Regions from separate parts of the Sus scrofa genome. Here region 2 is linked to region 1. A link is a contact called in public HiChIP or PLAC-seq data. All regions are on one chromosome and are shown on one strand. The core of a region is the stretch at or near the end of the contact, and the rest is flanking DNA. Distances in the headings are between cores, read along the strand shown.

Evidence for each region. HiChIP or PLAC-seq counts read pairs in DNA pulled down with a chosen protein or histone mark.
Region 2: a contact with region 1 is called in an H3K27ac HiChIP or PLAC-seq map of skeletal muscle. The contact joins the promoter of CNOT1 here to the promoter of SETD6 in region 1. A contact is called at or near these places in 1 of 5 promoter capture datasets (liver), 17 of 47 Hi-C or Micro-C datasets (alveolar macrophages, blood, embryonic fibroblasts and 8 more) and 2 of 2 datasets of contacts at active chromatin or transcription factors (alveolar macrophages and skeletal muscle).

The regions. Positions count from the first base shown.
Region 1 is chr6:20,263,802-20,270,949 of Sscrofa11.1, forward strand. It overlaps SETD6 (N-lysine methyltransferase SETD6), which reads left to right and starts at 2,739. Exons shown (of 11, transcript XM_003355790.5): 1 at 2,739-2,815; 2 at 3,032-3,080; 3 at 3,083-3,120; 4 at 3,211-3,271; 5 at 3,274-3,354; 6 at 3,434-3,575; 7 at 3,700-3,894; 8 at 4,023-4,140; 9 at 5,255-5,435; 10 at 5,598-5,740; 11 at 6,336-6,908. The coding sequence starts at 2,789. The coding sequence ends at 6,641. It overlaps NDRG4 (protein NDRG4), which reads left to right. Exons shown (of 17, transcript XM_021093970.1): 17 at 1-1,780.
Region 2 is chr6:20,369,759-20,376,906 of Sscrofa11.1, forward strand. CNOT1 (CCR4-NOT transcription complex subunit 1) reads right to left here and starts at 2,542. Exons shown (of 49, transcript XM_021093957.1): 1 at 2,384-2,542.

The DNA of each region.
Region 1 (7,148 bases), core at 1,489-3,988:
GCCCACTCCCCCGACCCTGCCCCTGCACTCTCCTGGTTAACTTGGCTGACTTAGTCCCTCTCTCCCACATCCCCACGGCCCAGGCACAGTCAGGGCAGGGTTCCTGGGAGGAAGGGGATTAGCTAAGGAGAGGCTTTGAGTCCTTCTCTGGCCAGGATCCAGGGTAATATTCTGGATTAAAGAAAGCATGGGTTGACTCCCTGGGAAGGGAGGTTTGAAGAAGGGATAGGGTTTTGAGGGGGTGGGTTCTGGGACAGCAGGAGCACGGGGTCCAGCTCCGACACTGGTATGAGAACCAGGAGACAGCAGCGGGAGCCCTCCAGGGCAGGAGCCCTGGAGCCCTGCAGGCGCCTTTCTCCCCAGACCCTCCAGGCACATGTGACAATCATTTGAACAGTAGCCGCAAGGGGGCGCTCCTACCAGACCGCAGTTTTCCTGGTGCTCTCTGGGCAGGCCTGGTACTTGCTGTAAGACCAGGCAGGCAGGGGCTGAAAGGAGTTTCTTTGCCCAAGGACGACAGAACACGGAGGACCTTGAGAGCAGGAACTCCACAGACTTCCCTTCCAGCCCACACTCTGCTGCCTCCTGGCTCTGTCCCATTTCTGAGCCAAGGCTCTGAGGCAGAAAGTCCCCTGATCCTGTGTCCATGGGGCACTGACTAGGGCAGAGGTTAAAGGCTACAATATCTCGGAGAACTGGATGGTGACTGCCTTTGGAAGCCGGCAGGCAGTGGTGGCTCAGAGTTCCTATAGACCCCCTTCTTGCCCCCAGGTTTCACAGAGGACAACTCAATCAGTAGCAGCATGACCAAGGATGCCGGAAGGGTTTCTAGGGAGAGTTCTGGTTGAGCTCTGCCAGTGTTTCACACAGGCATCACTGAGAGAGTCCCTTTGGAGAAATCTGGTCCGAGGGAGCGGGATTTGGCAGTCTCACACCACCATCCTAGCTGGTCGGGGTAGTCTCAAGGCTGGGGCTAGATGGGTCCTGGGCTGGGAGGTGAAGTTTCCTGAAGGGAACAAGGGCCAGGCAGATTCCCCGCACATCCCAGCCCCCTCCTGCCCCCTGATGCCCAGGGCCGGGCCATATTCTTCCCGTTCACTCACTTAGAATCTCCTGGCCCAGAAACCATTTGTCTCTGGGCCTAAATCAATTGCCACAACCCCCAAAGTGAGTAAAAAGAAGAGGAGAGAGCAGTTAAAAATGCAGGGCTGTGGGGGGGGGGGGGATGGGGGGTGCTCTGGAGCCGAGGGACACGTGCATCCACATTTCCTCTGCATACATCACCCCCTACTAGAATCTTAAGCCATTACTCTAGACTCTTCTAGAGCCCAGTGGAGTGTTAGTGCGTCCCCAGTTCTATTCACTCACGTGCTTCCTCTGAATAGCGAATGTGACAGTTTGAAGAGCTGGTAGAATTAATCCCTCTTACTGTATGTAGATAGCGCTGTGAATCTTGGGTTTCGTTTTGGTTTTGTTTTTTTTGTTTTTTTTCTGTGTTCTTTCAGATGAGATATCTATAAATATCTATACATTATATATATATATACATATGTATATTGAGTCCTCCTGCCTGTGGTTTTCCATCGGAAGTTGTCTCTTCTTTGGTCAAAGTGAAATTTTAATGGAATTTATTATTTTCCTCTCTGTACAAAGCCTACTTTTGTGTTTTCTGGTGGCTTGATGTCATGAGACTTTGAGATGACAAAATGTAAAACAAAAACCCTTGTCAACATAGAAAGAGTTAACTGTGCTGAAAACCTAATAAAGAAACTAAGAAGAATTTGAGTATGGTGATGCTGTGCCCATCATGGGAAGCTTTCCAGGTGGGCAGAATCTTAGGCTGATGAGGCTGGTGCTTCTTGGGTTTTAAGTGGGGAGGAACGTTCAGAGAGGGAAGACAGGCATTTCCCAACCATCTCTGTATTTCTAGATCTCTTCACATTATTTTACCAATCCCTGCACTAATTCCACAGGATATTATTATCTTCATTTCACAGCTGAGAAAACTGAATTTACTCCTCATAAGAAGCCAAGCTGGGAGTTGGCCTTGGCATTATTTGACTTCAAAACTGAGGCCTGTAACGTCTATATTCGCTGCACCATTTTAAAAAATTTAATGGCATGCTGTTTCCCCATGTTTACCATTTCTGATTCATCCTCCCAGCCATTTACCCAATAAATGGATATTGAGTTTATAAAAAAGCATGTAAATAAAAGTATCCCCCCCATGTGCTATGTAGGTCTATTCTAGCTCTGGGAGCCCTGTCCACACCACTCCGAAACACATGTGCAAACTGCTCTAACTGAGCAAATAAAAGGACTGAGTAAAAATGCATAGAGATCAGGAAGGGAGGGGGCTGCCCACCTGAGTGCGCTCACAGCCAGCCAGCCAGCCGCGAGGCTTTAGCGTCTCATCCAGAAATCAGATTTTGCGCTTCAAACCCGCCTTCTACCCCGAAGCGTCTCAGCTTTCAGAGACCGAAAAGGGGAAGGGTTGTGCTTGGCTCAGACCAGTCTCAAGGCGGCAAGGGGACAGATCTATCTGCACCTGGCCGCACTTTTTCTGAACCCAACTGGGGACACCTGGCCTCAAGGACGTTCTCAGCAGGAATGATGTGACCAGGTGCAAACCCTAATTCATCTTCTGCTTGGAAGCCGAGACGAACGTCACGTGGTCCAGGGGCGGAGACATAGGCCCCGCCCCAGAAAGGCCTCCTTGCCCCTCCCCCCCGTACGCCGGAAGCGCCCGCGCGGGTGTAGGGGTCGCTGGGGCGAGCGCTCGCGGACCATGGCGACTCGGGCGAAGCGCCGGCGGGTAAGTCGCGGCTGGGGGCGCGAGCCAACCTTTCCTCACCGCGCTTCGCCGGCAGCGCTGGCCCGGACTCGGCTCCGCGCCCTGCGGCGGGTCCTTTGCCGCCTCTCCGCAGCCCCTCCCCCAACCCCAGCCCTTTCCTCCGCGCGCGTCGCCGGCTCCTCTGCCCCCAGCGAGCTCTCCTTGGCCGGTCCACGCCACTGCGCTTGCTTATCTCAGGTGGCGGGGCCTGCAGGCGGCGACGACCCGGCCCCGGTGGCCGGCTTCCTGATTGGTGCCGGCGGGTGGGCCTGGAGCTGAGCCCCAAGGTGAGTGGAGCGGGCGGGCGGGGGTGGCGAGGTGGAGGCGGGCGCGACGGGGCCGCGGGCCAGTTCTGACCCGTCGCTCCCCCTGTTCAGGTGGCGGTGAGCCGGCAAGGCACGGTGGCCGGCTACGGCATGGTGGCCCGGGAGAGCGTGCAGCCGGGGAGCTGCTGTTCGTGGTGCCGCGGGCCGCAGTTCTGTCACAGCACACCTGCTCCATCAGCGGCCTGCTGGAGCGAGGTGGGCACGCTGGCTTGGGTAGGACACCGAGGCGGGCCAGAGGGGCCGGCCAGGGCCCTGATTTCTGTGTTTCCTTCAGAGCGAGGCGCGCTGCAGAGCCAGTCGGGCTGGGTGCCGCTGCTGCTGGCGTTGCTCCATGAGCTGCAGGCCCCGGCCTCGCCCTGGAGTCCCTACTTTGCGCTCTGGCCCGAGCTGGGCCGCTTGGAGCACCCCATGTTCTGGTGAGAGCCGTAGGGGAGATCCGGGGAGCGCCAGAACCGTAACCTGGCTGGAATCACCCTGCCCTTGGAACGAGGTTCCCAAGCTGCTAGTGTATGAAGAACCTGGGTGGGGGTGTCACTGCAGGCCAGAGGAGGAGCGTCGGCGATTGCTGCAGGGCACAGGCGTACCTGAGGCCGTGGAGAAGGACTTGGCCAACATCCGCAGCGAGTATTATTCCATCGTGCTGCCCTTCATGGAAGCCCACCCTGATCTTTTCAGCCCCAGGGTTCGCTCTCTGGAACTCTACCACCAGCTTGTGGCTCTTGTGATGGCCTACAGGTCAGTGAGCAGAACCTTGAAAAGAACCACTTTAGAACTTTATTGAGGGAGGAGAGGGGACAGAACAGTGAACCCCAGCTGGTCTCTCACCCCTGCACTGGGCTTTAGCAAAGTTCTCTCTGTGGCAGCTTTCAGGAACCACTGGAGGAAGAAGATGAAAAGGAACCAAACTCCCCTTTGATGGTGCCTGCTGCAGACATACTAAACCACTTAGCCAATCACAATGCCAATCTAGAGTATTCTCCAGTGAGTGGATACCTCCCAGTTCTTGTTCTTGCGTGCATTGATGATTGGGCATTTGATGCAAAACCAGTGTGCTGCTTATGCTGACCTGGCAGTTGAGCTAAACTAAATGGGCTCCATTCTCATGCTAAAAATGGGTAGGTGAAATTAGCTCCTCCTCTGTGTACTTTGAGAGCATCTGAACACAGAACATCTCAAAGACAGTTGGGGTTAAGCCTCTGATAAACAATACACCATCATTTGATGCTGGTTGTTTTGTGCAGTGCCAGTAAGCCAAGATTGTTTTGAGGCCCTCTGGACAGCAGTCTGGAACAGCTAGTGTCAGTACTTCTCAGGAAGAGAGGGTGTGTTTTAAGTCAGAAGTTTAAGATATCAGGGCTGTGTTTATTTTTTTCTGGGCCAGGGATTAAATCTGCACCATAGCATGCAACCCTAGCCACTGTGACAAGGCCAGATTAACCCACTATGCCACAGGGAACCTCCACCAGGGCTGTGTTTCTATCAGTTGTCTGCTAAATGGAAAGTTAATGAAAGATCTGAGTTTAGGAATTAAAAATTAGGAAATAGCTGTTATTTTTAAATCCTTGTCTTCACTTGCTGTGTGTACTTTGTGTTGGGGGAAAAAAAATTTTTTTTAAAGGCTGCCCTGAGGCATATGGAAGTTCCCAGGCTAGGGGTGGAACTGGAGCTGCAGGCCTTCACAAGCCACAGCAACGCCAGATTTGAGCTGCATCTGTGACCTACATGCAGTTCATGCACCGCCAGATTCTTTAACCCACTGAGTGAGGCCAGGGATCGAACCCACATCCTCATGGATATTAATTGCCACAATGGGAACTCCTAATTGTTTTATAGCTAGCAGCCTTTTAGTGCTGGAGGTGCGTGAATAGATTTCACCTACCAGAACTTTGGTCTGACCTTTGACCTTTATAAGCCTCACCCCTCTCATTCTACAGTACAGGATCTTAACAGGAATTACAGTAGAATGTTGGTAGGTATAGTCTCAGTCTCATTGCTGAACTATATATACCTGCTGGAGGCTTTTCTAAAGAGGGAAGTAATCTTCGTGGGGCTGGCCTGGGAAGGGCCTGGCCCCAGCTTCTCCCTTCCACCCCAGAATTGTCTCCGGATGGTGGCCACTCAGTCCATTCCTAAAGGCCATGAGATTTTCAACACTTATGGGCAAATGGCTAATTGGCAACTGATCCACATGTACGGTTTTGTTGAACCATATCCTGACAACAAGGATGACACAGCTGATATTCAGATGGTGACAGTTCGTGAAGCAGCATTACAAGGTGAGTGATTAGACACTGGACACTAGTCTAATGTGTCTCCATCCCTGCCCCAGCTGCTCTGCTAAATAGCAGTTGCCCCTTTTTTTGTAGAGGAAGTGGTAGACTAAGGAGAAATAAGCTCTTGGGCATGAGACTTTCACACTCATGCTTTTCTACGTACAGGAACCAAAATTGAAGCTGAACGGCTCCTACTGTATGAACGCTGGGATTTCTTATGCAAACTGGAGATGGTAGGGGAAGAGGGAGCCTTTGTGATTGGGCGGGAGGAAGTGCTGACCGAAGAGGAACTGACTACCACACTCAAGGTAAAGGGCTCAGAATGCTGTTTAATGCTCAAAATGGCTAAAGTATTTAGAGCCAGATGAGAGGAAAGGTGGGATGGAGGGAGAGGACACTTAAGTGCTACCAGGAGAAACTGGCTTCCTTTCTTTTTTAAATGGCCACACCCAGGAGTTGCCGTTGTGGCTCAGCGGAAAGGAAGTCCACTAGTATCCATCAGGACTCGGGTTCAATCCCTGACCTTGCTCAGTGGGTTAAGGATCAGCCATTCCTGTGAGCTGTGGTTTAAGTCGCAGACGAGGCTCAGGTCCTGAGTTGCTGTGGCCATGGTATAGCCTAGCAGCTGTAGCCGTGATTAGACCCCTGGCCTGAGAACTTCCATATGCCACAGGTGTGGCCCTAAAAAAATGGCCTCACCAACAGCATGTGCAAGTTTCCAGGCCAAGGATCAAATCTGAGCCATAGCTGCGGCAATGCCAGATCGTTTAACCCATAGTGCTGGGCCAGGGCTCAAACCAGCAGTGACCCCAGTTGCTGCATTAACCCAGTGCACCATAGCAGGAATAACTACGCTGGCTTCTCTATTATGTCCTATTTAAAGGGTCCCATGGTTGTTTCTAGGTACTGTGTATGCCTGCTGAGGAGTTCAGAGAGTTTAAAGACCAGGATGGATGGGGAGATGATAAAAGGGAAGAAGACAGTCTGACAATCACAAACATTCCCAAACTCAGAGCATCATGGAGACAGCTTCTTCGGAACAGTGTTTTGTTAACCCTGCAATCCTATGCCACAGACTTGAAAAGTGAGCAAGACTTAATCAGTAATAAAGAGGTCTACGCCAAACTAAGCTGGAGGGAACAGCAAGCCTTACAGGTTCGTTATGGTCAGAAGATGATCTTACACCAGTTGTTGGAACTGACAAGTTAGCAGCTTTGCTGTTGCCTGAAGAAGCATCCAGAAGAACTTTATAATCTAAGCTGATACTCAGTGATGCGAAGAAAAATTAGGGCCTTTTGCTTTGCTTTTTGTATTAAATGCCAAAAGGAAAAGTAGCAAAGTTGTTGTCTGGGAAGAACTCCAAGGTAAGAGTGATGTGCTTAAGGGTCGGGAGCAGTAGACGTAGGAATCACTGTCTGTTGTTACTAAGACTACTAATAAGTTTTATAGCTGTTTTATTCTCAGTTTGAACAGTGATGGGTTTTGTTGTTGTCTAGTATTTAACAACATGGGTTTTGACACCCTTTACCTTGAGTGTGGTGGTCAGTTCCATTTAAAAAAACATGGTTCAAATCCAAGTCTGCCTTTTGAGCAAGTCACTTTCCAAAACTTTTTCCTGCTGGAGGCTTTAAAAAGCTGTTACTGGGACTCTGAGCAATTGTCTTAATTCCATAGCAGCGTAGACGGCACAACTCGCCCTTAAGACACCAATGACCG
Region 2 (7,148 bases), core at 1,292-3,791, 110 kb after region 1:
TGGAAGGATCATTTAAAATTATACTTTAAGGAGTTCCCATCGTGGCTAAGTGGTTAAGGAATCCAACTAGGAACCATGGGGTTGCAGGTTCGATCCCTGCCCTTGCTCAGTGGGTTAACGATCCGGCGTTGCCATGAGCTGTGGTGTAGGTTGCAGACTCGGCTCTGGTCCTGCGTTGCTGTGGCTCTGGCATAGGCATGTAGCTACAGCTCCAATTAGACCCCTAGCCTGGGACCCTCCATATGCTGCGGGAGCAGCCCAAGAAATGGCAAAAAGACAAAAAAAAAAAAAAAATTATACTTTAAGCATGTTATCAAGAAATAGCAAGCTTTTCCTCTTCTGTGCTCACACAGTTGTTTTTGCCCCCCACCTTTATTTTTAGAGCTACACCTGTAGCATATGGAAGTTCCCAGGTCAAATATGAGCTGCAGCTGCCAGCCTACACCACAGCCACAGCAGTGCAGGATCCAAGCCGTGTCTCTAACCTAGAGCAGAGCTCACACCAACACTGGATCCTTAACCCACTGATCAAGGCCAGACTGCACCTGTATCCTCACAGATACTAGTAGGGTTTTTAACCCTCTGAGCCACAATAGGAACTCCTGTTTTTTACTTTTTTTAAATGATTTAACCCAAAGTTAGCCACAGCACTTAGCCTGACAAGGGCCATATTAAAGAGACTGGGATTTAAAACCCCAGTAGAAATATTAGAGACTCAAAGAAAAAAGCTACGCCACAGATCCATTCAAGTGAAATGGGAACCAAAGACATTTCAGTTCCGTTCCACTATCATGCCACAAAACTCTGCCTTAAAACTTCTAAGATGATAATCTTCGGCAAGAAAGGGAAATACTTTCATTTATTGGTGGTCGAATCTTTGTGCCTTGATTCTACACTTAAGTTTCCACAGAAGGACTTGGGACCCCAACTTGTTGAAAAGGGACCAACTCTCCAAACATGTTTCATCGTATGACCATTTCAGTCAAAGCCCAGTTAGATGCCTAAAACTTTATGTATCATCAGATCATTTTCTCCTTAGACAAGGTAACAACTTGCAGCGAAACAGGATTATTTAAACTGTTACCATTCATCTTATTAACAGCTAAAATACTATGCTACCATTCTTGGCATTTTAAACCCAAATACCTCTACAAAAACAAGTTTGTTCCTGATCTGATTGACCTACTTCCCAGTTTTTTATTTGTCCACTTTTTCATCCATGTGAACCTGTTCCTATCAAATGGACTGTCATGAGGGAAATGTTCAGAATTTTTCCCCAAAAAGTAATCAGTGAGACTCAATCAATTAGTTGTTAACCTCATGGCAACAGAACGTAGAGAAATAAGGAAAGAAAACTGTGTTACCACCAACAAAAAGACGTTCTCAGAATCCTAAAAATTAGGGCCTTTGAGTGACTTCAGAGCAAAAGTTTTCTTCTCAAAGTTTACTTTAAACACAACATTTCCAAACCCACAGAGAGGAAGCATTAAAGCGCAGTCCTAGTGGGGATGCTCATCTGTAGGAGCCCGGTGGGGTGAAACCTGCAGGGGTGGGGGTTACTGAAACGGAGTATCTGTGCGTTTGGCCTTATGTAACCCCTACAAGATCCGCAGAAAATCTCTCCCCAGCACTGAAGCCTCCATGTGCTCTGCTCACCAGGAGGACACTTTCCATGGGTGAGCAGAAACGCCACTTAGCACAGACACTGGGCCAGGTGGATGGGGGCCGACTTCGGAGCGAGTGTGAGAGCGCCCGGGCGCGCGAATGGAACAAAACCTGTGGCAAGAAGTAATAAGGAAGTGCCTCGCTCCCGCCCGCCCCTCCCACCGGCGGACACCCGAAAACACTCGGGGTTTGACAACGTGCTGGGGGCGGGGGGAGGAGGATTGGCAGCTCCGGGTCCAACAACAGGAACTGGGAGTCTGCAACTACTCGGAACACGCTCCCCTCGCCCCCGGGGCTAGGCCTCCTACGCCCATGCCCACTGCACTCATCCGGCAGTTGAGGAGCTCGTGGGGTCTGCGAAGGGGGCAGCCCGCGCGAGGCGAGGCCCAGCCGCCCCAAATGCCGCCACCGCCACCCTCAGAGCTTCCAGGCCCGGGCCGGGGGCCATCCCGAGACTCATCCCGCGCTCTGCCTTCCGCTTCGTGGAGCCTTCACTTCGGCCGCTTCTCTTCAGAGCCCGAAGACTCGCGAGCGAAGAGGAGAGAGTCCGCCCTCTCCCGCCTCGCCACTTCCCCGTCCGACTGCCCCTCACTCCGCGGAGCGCCGGGAAACGTTCCCAATGGCCCCGGGACCACCTCGGTTCCTTCCCGCACCGGCACCCGCGTTCCGTAGCTGACACCGTCAGCCGGCCTCAGCACCTGACCCCAGCCCACCTCACCTCGGGCGGCTCCGGCAGCGCTGGACACAGGAAACTCCTGGGTCCTCGACTCCGGCTCTCCTCGACCCTCTCTTCGGTTAACTCCGCTTGTTTCTCTACAAAATGGCGCCGGAGGTCGCGCGCTCACGTCGCGGCCTTTCCCCTCCCCGTTCCCATTTCATCATTCGCTGCCCGCCCGAGGAGGGATGGCCCCAGCACCAGCCAATGGCCGTACTCCGCCTGTGGCTTCCACCCAATCACCGACGGGTGCCCGCGGATTTAAACCAATCACACTCTATCACTTGCAGAAGTCAAGGAAGAAACCAGGATCCTGCTAGCAACTACCAATCCAGACTCCTACTTCGCGGGCTTTGGCCAATTGCCGCTCACCAGTCCCCAGGGACCGGAATCGGAGCCCTCGCGCCTGCGCTCGAGTTGAAGACCAATAAGGAGAGACAGATAACTTCGATGTAGGGCTGCTCGGACTTCCCACCTGCCCTCGAAGTCCTCCACCAATGGGTGTCTGACATTGGCTATGAGAAACCATAAATAAAGGAGGGGGGGGCCCTTAAACCCTTGTTATCCTGCCCGGGAACAACTTTGAGTTACAGTGAAAAGCAGCCTTCCCGTATTCTCCTTCCTCTTTCGAAGTGTCAAATCCGATAGACCACGGGGCTTCCCAATCTCAAACATTCCCCAAACCGCGTATCCCTTTGGCGGGGAACGCCAGCTCCAGAAAGCAAGCCAGGCTGTTACTGGAGTGGTAGCCCTTGCATCCTGGGATCTGTAGTTCACCCAACCCCATCCCTGTCGCAAAAGTAGTGCGTATTCTTCAGTCACTGAATGCGCTCTAGGGGCAGCAATGCATGCTGGAGAACGTAGTCTTCCAGGCTCCCATTTGGTCCTAGCCTGCCTAACTTTACTGGAGAGAACTTTCCTTTCTCGTTCTGCCTATTGAGGAAGGGACTCCTTAGAAAGAGGTGGGAAGCTCAGGCTCAGGTCCTCTTTTTGGCTCACTCCCTGGAGGTGGATAAAAAAGAATATTTATGCCTTTTGCTCTGGGAATAAAAAGCATGGGAACATATCTTTTTAAAGATTTGGAGGTCATCTGTTCCCAGAAGGGTGGGAAGATTGGGAAGAAAGTGTTGGATCTTTTACCTTTTGGAGAAAAACGATCCTAATCTCTGCTGTCCTGAGGCAACACTAAGTTTCTTGTTTGCTAGCCATATGTCTCTTTAAAAAAAATTATGTAAGGCGGGTTAAGGCTCTCTTGTCACTGCTCTGCTTCTCTGGCTGTGGAATCCTGCCCCAAGAACTTACACGTGGGGGGAGGAGGATGTGGTAAAAACATATAACATATAACTTCCTGATGTGGAGCAGCAGGTTAAGGATCCATCGTTGCTGTGGGGCAGGTCACAAGTGCAGCACAGGTCCCATCTTGGGAACGTCCACATGCCATGGGCTCAGCCAAAACAAAACAAACAAAAAACACAACATAAAATTTACCATCGTAGCCATTTTTAAGTTACCATATAGTACTGTTAACTATATGCATGTCGTGCAGCAGATCTCTAGAAAAACTTTTTCATCTTGCAAAACTGAAACTCTATACCCATCAAACAACTCATTTCCTTCCTCCAGTGCTTGAAAACTACCCTTCTAAGATTTTGACTACTTTACATGTCTCACATAAGTGGATTCATGCAGATTTTGTCTTTTTGTGACTGGCTAATTTCACTTACCATAATTTCCTAAATATTTTTTGCCACCTGCCCATTCCTTGGTTGATTCCTTGGTTGATTCCAACTCTTTTTTTTTTTCTTTTTTTTGCTTTTTAGGGCCCCACCCACGGCCCATGGAGGTTCCCAGGCCCGGGTGGAATCGGAGCTGTAGCCGCCAGCCTACACCACAGCCACAGCAACTCCAGATCCTTAACTCACTGAGCGAGGCCAGGGATCAAATCCGCAACCTCATGGTTCCTAGTCCGATTCATTTCTGCTGCGCCTCGACGGAAACTCCCCTGGAGGCCAACTCTCTCAGCAACCTTTACTGAAAGTCTCTATGGGACTTTCAAACAAACCATGGGATACTCAGGAACCCCACATAAAACAGTGGCAAGAATTGCTACAGTAGGTCTTTTTTTTTTTTTTTTTTTTTTTTTTGCTATTTAGGGCCTAACCCAAGGCATATGGAAGTTCCCAGGCTAGGGGTGAAATTGGAGCTGCAGCTGCCGGCCACAGCCACAGCCACAGCAATGTAGAATCTGAGCCTCATCTGCAACTTACACCACAGTTCACAGCAATAGTGGATCCTTAACCCAGTGATCGAGGCCAGGGATCAAACCTGCATCCTTACAGATACTAGTCGGGTTAACCCCTTGAGCCACAGTGGAAACTCCCTATTTTTGGTTTTTTGAGGAACTGCTATATTGCTTTCCATAGTGGCTGCACCAATTTACATTCCCACCAGGAATGTATGGGGGTTCCCTTTTCTCCACATGCTCTGCAGCATTTATTGTTTGTAGACTTTTTGATGATGACCATTCGAACAGGTGTGAGGTAGGATCTCATTGTAATTTTATTTGCATTTCTCTAATAATTAGCAATGATGAGTACCTTTTCATATGCCTATTGACCATCTGTGTATCTTCAGAGAAATGTCTATTTAGGCCTTCTGCCCATTTTTCAATTGGGTTGCTCATTGACAAAGATGGTTGTCACTGGGAATGGGAAAAGAATGAGGAAGGGTAAAGGGAGCTTTTACTTTTTGTTTCCTGTATTACTGAACTATTTAAACGTTTTGGAAAGACGATGTATTCATGTTTTATTTGTATAAGTTAAGGTAAAAAAATTTTTTTTAAAGAGACAGGAGGGGAGTGCCCATCATGGTGCAACGGAAATGAATCCAACTAGGAACCATGAGGTTGCGGGTTTGATCCCTGGCCTCACTCAGTGGGTTAACGATCTGGTGTTGCCATGAGCTATGGTGTAGGTCAAAGGTGTGGTTCAGATCTGTGGCATAGGCTGGCAGCTGTAGCTCCGATTTGACCTCTAGCCTGGCAACCTCCATATGCTGTGGGTGCAGCCCTAAAAAGCAAAAAAAAAAATTTAAAAAGTTAAAAAAGTAAAAAGAGACAGGAGTTCCCACTGTGGCCCAGCAGGTTAAGGATCTGGTATTGTCACTGCAGCAGCTCAGGTTGCTCCCGTGGTGTGGGTTTGATCCCTGGCCTGGGAACTTCTGCATGCCGAGGATGCAGCAAAAAATAATAATAATTAATTTTAAAATTAAAAAGAGGGAGTTCCCGTCGTGGCTCAGTGGTTAATGAATCCGACTAGGAACTGCGAAGTTGCAGGTTCGATCCCTGGCCTTGCACAGTGGGTTAAGGATGTGGCATTGCCATGAACTGTGGTGTAGGTCCCAGAAGTGGCTCGGGTCCCACGTTGCTGTGGCTCTGGCATAGGCTAGCGGCTACAGCTCTGATTCGATCCCTAGCCTGGGAACCTCCATATGCCACAGGAGCGGTCCTAGAAAAAGACAGAAAAAATAATAATAATAAATAAAAAGAGACAAAATAACACCCATGGGGTCAACTATCTAAGATCAATTTTGTAATAGTACAACTAGTTCATGTCAGAAACATAATCTCCTAAATTGAAATAAAGCTGACTTGTCTCAAAAAAAAAAAAAAAAAAAAAAAACAAATAGGAGTTCCTATGGTGGCGCTTCGGAAACGTATCTGTCTAGTATCCTTGAGTATACAGGTTTGATCCCTGGCCTCACTCAGTGGGTTAAGGATCCAGAGTTGCTCTGAGCTATGTGGGTCACAGACGCAGCTAAGATTCCAAGTTGCTGTGGCTGTGGTGTAGGCTGGCAGCTATAATTCTGATTTGATGCCTAGACCAGGAACTTCCATACACCGCGGGGTGGTCCTAAAAAGAAAAAAAAAAAAGAAGCTGACTTGTCTTTCCCCACTTCAGCCTGTTTTTATACTGAGCCTGCTCTGGGAGACCCTTCTGTGCACGGCCAGCACCACTCCCTATGGGATCCCCCCAGCTATACCTACACCACTCCTAGGAGCTGACCTGCCTTGGGACTTAGTCTAGTCCCTGCAGGATTACTACCAAAAAAAAATCCTGGAGATCAAAGTCCTTCACCTGTCTGTTGTCAAGAACGATGGGGGGGCTTCTATCCTTACGAGGAAGGAGAAACTCATGTTTACAAATTGGAAGGGTTAGTGGGATCACCTTGTAAACCTTTTCATTTTACTGAAAGACAGAGTTGGAAATCATGCCCAGACAAACTAGTTTGCTAGAGACCTTCACAAAGGAGTCACTGAATCACCTTCGAACTCAGCAACTATGTGTTCTGGGGTTCAAATGTATTTAGAAGCGGATATTTTTAGCAGCTGTTAATTATTTACCTGGCCCCTTTCCTCCACCTTATGCCAGTCCTTCAACACCCACCCCCTAACCCCACCCCTGCCCATTAATTGTGCATCCCAGGCTCTGGAAGCACCAGATTTTTTTGTTTCCCAAAATAGCCTGGAGAGGGAAATGTAAGGTCTAGGAAACAAAAGCCTGATTGAATTGGCTTAGGGTGGAGGCAAAAATACCTGTAAGACAAAGGACTTCCAGGCTTTGTGATCTGTGCAAAATGTGTCATAAAATGTTTAGAGGTGCTTGGAAGAAGAGATACAAGGCCTTTTTTATTCTGTGTTCTTGTTTTTCAGTCCCATTTATCAGACAGTCTGTAACTTGAATTTATCGTAAATTTGGCTGTCTTATCC